Linked DNA regions of Mus musculus: region 2 is linked to region 1. Evidence: chromatin contacts called from public HiChIP or PLAC-seq data. All regions are on one chromosome and are shown on one strand. The core of a region is the stretch at or near the end of the contact, and the rest is flanking DNA. Distances in the headings are between cores, read along the strand shown.

Evidence for each region. HiChIP or PLAC-seq counts read pairs in DNA pulled down with a chosen protein or histone mark.
Region 2: a contact with region 1 is called in an H3K27ac HiChIP or PLAC-seq map of microglia, with 6 times the contacts expected there. The contact joins the promoter of Epor here to the promoter of Dnm2 in region 1. A contact is called at or near these places in 1 of 39 promoter capture datasets (erythroid cells) and 3 of 115 datasets of contacts at active chromatin or transcription factors (double positive thymocytes, microglia and pancreatic cancer cells).

Annotation. Positions count from the first base shown.
Region 1 is chr9:21,423,625-21,426,324 of GRCm38.p6, forward strand. It overlaps Dnm2 (dynamin 2), which reads left to right and starts at 1,284. Exons shown (of 21, transcript NM_001253893.1): 1 at 1,284-1,632. The coding sequence starts at 1,472.
Region 2 is chr9:21,962,247-21,964,946 of GRCm38.p6, forward strand. It overlaps Epor (erythropoietin receptor), which reads right to left and starts at 1,330. Exons shown (of 8, transcript NM_010149.3): 1 at 1,071-1,330; 2 at 1-90. The coding sequence starts at 1,185.

The sequences.
Region 1 (2,700 bases), core at 34-2,533:
TTTTTTTTGCCTGCATGTCGGTATGTGCATTATGTCTGTGTCTGTTTCTAGTGGAGGCCAGACGAGGGTGTCAGATTCCTGGAACTGGAATCACTGATGGTTGTGTGAGTTGTCATGCAGGTGCTGGGAACCAAATTTGAGTCGGCTCCCAAGGCAGCAAGTACTGAGCCATTGGTCTAGGAGAAAAAAAAAATTAAAGTAAAAATAAACCTACAGTTGTAGCCATCCGCAAAACACTTGCTTGGCTTAATGGAACTGTAGACTTGACCCTCTGTAACGTACAGAAATAAGCACGAGAGGGTGAGAACGCCTTTATGAGGCAGAAGTGTCGACTCATCTTTCACTGGCACTGGGATTCTTCCAGAGTTGGGATCTGCGATGCTTTCTGCTTTGTTTTGTTTTTTTGTTTTTTTGTTTTAGTTTTTTTGTTTTGTTTTGTTTTGTTTTGTTTTTCGAGACAGTGTTTCTCTGTATAGCCCTGGCTGTCATGGAACTCACTCTGTAGACCAGGCTGGCCTTGAACTCAGAAATCTGCCTGCCTCTGCCTCCCGAGTACTGGGATTAAAGGCACGCGACACCACGCCCGACTGCGATGCTTTCTAAAATATGGGTTTTCACTACAGCCTAAGAATTCAGGTGTAACAGCCACTGAACCTTACCACGGTGTGCTTCCCTGAGCACTGTGGCCTTTTGCTTAAAAAGAATATCACAAAGTGATAGCAAATGCCAGGAAGTTGGAAGAACTTTTATGACACAGTTGTCAGTGAGGATTGGGAAGGTAGTAGCGTGTATCCTAGCAGGAGGGAGGCTGAGACAGGAGGAACATCAAGAGTCTGTAGCCAGCATACAAAACTATAGAAACTATAGAAAAAGATTGCGGCTCTCTTTCCTCTTACTGGTTGGAGTAGAGAAGTGATATTTATATCAGCCAATGAGAAATTTTTACGGAATTAACTAGTGTCAAGTGACAATCCAGTGTTGAAGAATGGATCCCTTACACCCTTGGCAGGTTGACGTTTCTGCGACCAATAAGCCAACCCGAATCAACCTAGTGAGCTGAGGCCTCAGTGTCTTTTCCAGAGACCCCGCCTTCCCGGTCTGACAACCCGGTTTGACTTCTATTGGCTTTCACTTAAGAGTGACAGTTTTATTACCCAGTGAATTTGTGAGATTAGCCCTTCCTCGTGCCTTTTTTATTGGCTCACGTTCTTGAGTGGCAGTGCTTTGAACCAATTGGATATAGCAGTAGGGTTGCGGACTCCGCCCCGGAGGCCGGGAGGGTTGTTCGCTCGGGTCGGGTGTCGCCTGAGAACCGGATGAGGCGGCGACTCTGAGGCCGAGCCGGGAGCGGGCGTCGCGGCGAAGGGGAGACCGGGCGGGCCGGCAGAGCAGAGCAGGAGGAAGCAACGGCCACAGACACATCGGAACCGAGAGTCTTAGTCGGGGGATCCGCGCGGCGGAGGCGGACACCATGGGCAACCGCGGGATGGAAGAGCTCATCCCGCTGGTTAACAAGCTGCAGGACGCCTTCAGCTCCATCGGTCAGAGCTGCCACCTGGACCTGCCGCAGATCGCCGTGGTGGGCGGCCAGAGCGCCGGCAAAAGTTCGGTGCTCGAGAACTTCGTGGGCCGGTGAGCGAGCGCGCCGGCGGCGGTTCTGGGGCTCCGGCCGGGAGGGCGGGCGGCGGCCTAGGGCGCGGAGGGCGGGCGGGGAATGGCGGAACTGCGGCTCGCGGACGCCGCAGCACCGGTGGCAGTGGATAAGGTCTGGGGCAAGAGTCTCCATGGCTTTCCGCAGGGACTGGAGATGCAGATCCAAGTCTGGGACTAGTCGATGATAGTGGGCGGTGTTTGGGGCAAGACGGTCAGTGCCGACCCCTCTTGGTGCTTCTAGTTCCGGCTATGGCTGGGCAACTCTGACATCGCTTTACCTGTAGTCCGGGATAGATCCACTCCTCTTTCCTTCTGCTACCTGGAAATCTTAGTGTGTGTGCTAAGATGTTGAAGATAACACTTGCCACTTAGCCATCCATGGGGAATGACCCCTGGGGTCTGTCTGGCCAGTTATTTTCTGGAGCCTGCTCTCTTGCCTGGTTAGCTGGTTATCTGTTCTAGACAGGCTTCCTACCGGCACCATTTGGTTGTCCCATCTGTCCAAACTCACTCTGAAGTCCACCGTTGTCTGGCTAGCCATCTAAGGTGACCTCTCGTGTGCAAATGCCCATCTGTGCCCCTTATTTACGTGAGTTGGCCTCTGCCATCTGACTGGCTGAACTTTGGGAGCCTCCTGTTATCTGGTTCTCTTGGGCCGACTGGCTCTTTGAATCCATCCATTAGTCTGTTCTCCATTCCCACCCAGGCATCCCTGCCTGTCCATCCTCTCTGAGTGACAGAGGTTGGAGAACTTGGGAAGAAACATTCTTTAGGATTCTTTCTTGGGCTAGGATCCCCTAACCTAGAGCTTCCCAGTTGGAATGCTCTCTAGATAGCTCTGGGAGCCTCAGCTTGTTCCATCTGTCCAGTGGGCAAATTCCACTTGCAGCTGTTTGTAGGATCCAGGAAGTGAGTGAAGGAGGGATGTTGATTTACTCCTGTCCCCTCCCCCTCTGCCTCTCCCCGCAGCAGCACTTCTCCATTCCAGGAAGTGTTCCATGTATGATGCTGCAGTGTGTGCCTACCCAGTGTTAACATTTGCTTTGC
Region 2 (2,700 bases), core at 80-2,579, 540 kb after region 1:
TCGCCGCTTCCTCCCAGAAACACACCAAGTCTTCCAAGCGTTGGGTGAAGCACAGAAGTTCTTCGGAGCCCCGGGATGCCAGCAGGGCCGCTAGAAAAGGGGATAGCCATGGCGGGGGGAGGGGGAGATCAGGGAAGCCCAGGTCTGCCTTCCACGGTGCCCTTACCCTCCCTCTTGTCGCCTGTGCAGATCCGATAATTTTAGTGCCCCGCCCTCTTCTCCAAAAGGGCCTTCGAGGGGTCTTGCAAAAGTGGCGCCTCAGAACTCCCAAGAGTAGCGACCCCGCCTGCCTTGTTCTACTCCTCCGTGCGCACGCCCACTCACCCTGCAAGTTGAGCGCTGTTCGCCCCGCCCTAGCGGGTGTGTGTGAGCGCAGAGAACTCGGCCTCCTATCGGTTCCCGCAGGCACCCGGCTGTCCCCCGATAGCGCCAACCGTGTCCCCCGCCCCCTTCCTCCTCCTAGCAAGCCGTCCAAAGGACCTAGCACCATCCGCCCGCCAAACTGAGTTTACAGTCTGCAGCGGGTCTGTTTCACAGTCTCTGGGAGCTCGATCCCCTCCCCCAGGAGAGCGGACCTAGCACTACCTTACCCTTGCCATTTCTACCATATCCCAGACTCCCTCAAAACACGAAACAGAGCCGAATGTGTTGGCTCTTGCAGGTCATCCCAGCAACTGGAGGTGGAGGCAGGAGAATCAGGAATTCAAGCTCAACCTCAATTACATAATGAGTCTGAGGGCAGCTTTGGCTACACAGACGCCGCCTCAAAACCAGAAACAGTACAGGCGAGTGACACATGCCTTTCATCCTAGCAATTCCAGGACATCCTGGAATGTCTAGCGAGATCCTGCTTCAAACAAACAAACAAACAAACAAACAAACAAACAAACCAACCAATCTTAAGCCTCTGCCCTGAGCATCACTCCAGGGCGAGGAGACTCTGAGATGCCTCATCGAGTTCAGACACCAGTTTGGCCCCTAGGACCCCATCTGGAGGTTCAGGGGACATTTAGCCCCTGGGACTCGGGCTGGGAATTCAGACCACAGCATTGCCCATGTACAGTTCTTACCTTTGCTCTCAAACTTGGGGTCCGGGAGGCTGGGTGAAGGTGCCCAGGCTGCCCCAGCAAGTAGGAGACAGAGGGGGCCTACCCGAGGCCAGAGGGGCACCCTGAGTTTGTCCATGATGCAGCCCTAGCTTCAGGAAGCTCAGGGCTCCAGCGCCCCTGTTTCGTCCCCCCCACCTCTCCTTCCCTTTCCTCTTTCCCCTTTCCCCTAGTCCACAGCTGGGTCAGCAGCAGCTGCCGGACACAGCTGACCAGGAGCTTCTAAGTGGCAGCTCCTTCCAGGGGGCGGGGCCAGCTTGCAGGCTGGGGACAGATAAGCTACAGCCACCAAGGGAACAGGGGCCTTCTTGGGCACAGCCACTGCCTAAACCAGTGTAGGGGGTGGGGCAGACAGCAGAGTTTTGTTTCGGGTGGCTTTGCTAATGTGGTCACGGACAAGTGACTTATGTTGTTTCACCGTCTAGGTCTAGTCCGGGCATCTGTGAATCCAGCCTGCTGTGCAGCCGGCAGGCCACAGATGGAAGAGAGGCTCTCGCTCCAGCCAGTATCTCTTCCCCAGCTCAGTTCAAAATAAGAATCCTAAAGACAACTAGCAACTGGGTGTGTGAGTGGAATCAGGCTGTGTAGCGTGACAGACACGTGCTATGGTGTTTTCTGTTTATGAATTACACGGATTTGGGAATATGAAATATTTACTATTTTTAAAATTACATTTGTGTGTGTGTGCATGTGTGTGCATGCACAAATGCAGCAGGATGCTTGTGGACAGCACAGAACAACTTGGGGAGTCAGCTCTCTCCTGCCTTGTGCTCCTGGTATTAAGCTGAGGTCTTCAGTATTGGCAGAAAAATCTTTGACCAGCTGAGCCAGCTCACCTGAGCCATCCGTCTCACCAGCCCTGATTGTTTTGGAGACAGTGTATCCCAAGCTGACATCAAGCTCCCTGAATAACTAAGGATGATGTTAGACTCCTGGTCCTCCTGCTTTCACTTCCTGGGTGTTGGGATGACAGGCATGCACCACCTATGTGGTGCTGGGACTGGAACCCAGAGCTTCACCTTACTGAGCAAGGGCTCTGCCAACTCTACAGCTCCAGTATTGCTTGCTTTCTTCCATGCAGGATGTCACTAAATAGCCCAGGCCGTCTTGGAACTGTGGCAATCCTCCTGACCCAAGCTTCTGAGTGCTCAGATCACAGACCTGTGCTTTCTTTCTTTTCTTTTTTTTTTTAAGACTTATTTATTTATTATATGTAAGTACACTGTAGCTGTCTTCAGACGCACCAGAAGAGGGCATCAGATCTCTGTTACAGGTGGTTGTAAGCTACCATGTGGTTGCTGGGATTTGAACTTCGGACCTTTGGAAGAGCAGTCGGGTGCTCTTACCCCTGAGCCATCTCACCAGCCCCAGACCTGTGCTTTCTATACTTAAAAATAAAAAAAACAAAGTTGAATGGCGGGTAGTGGTACAGCACTTGCCTAGCAGGTGGAAAACCCTGGGTTTATCCCCAGAACCCCCCAAATACAGAGATAGGTGGATGCATACATATACATACATAAGTACATAGTACGTACATACATACATACATGGGTAGATGCATGGATACATACATACATGAACAGACACATATATG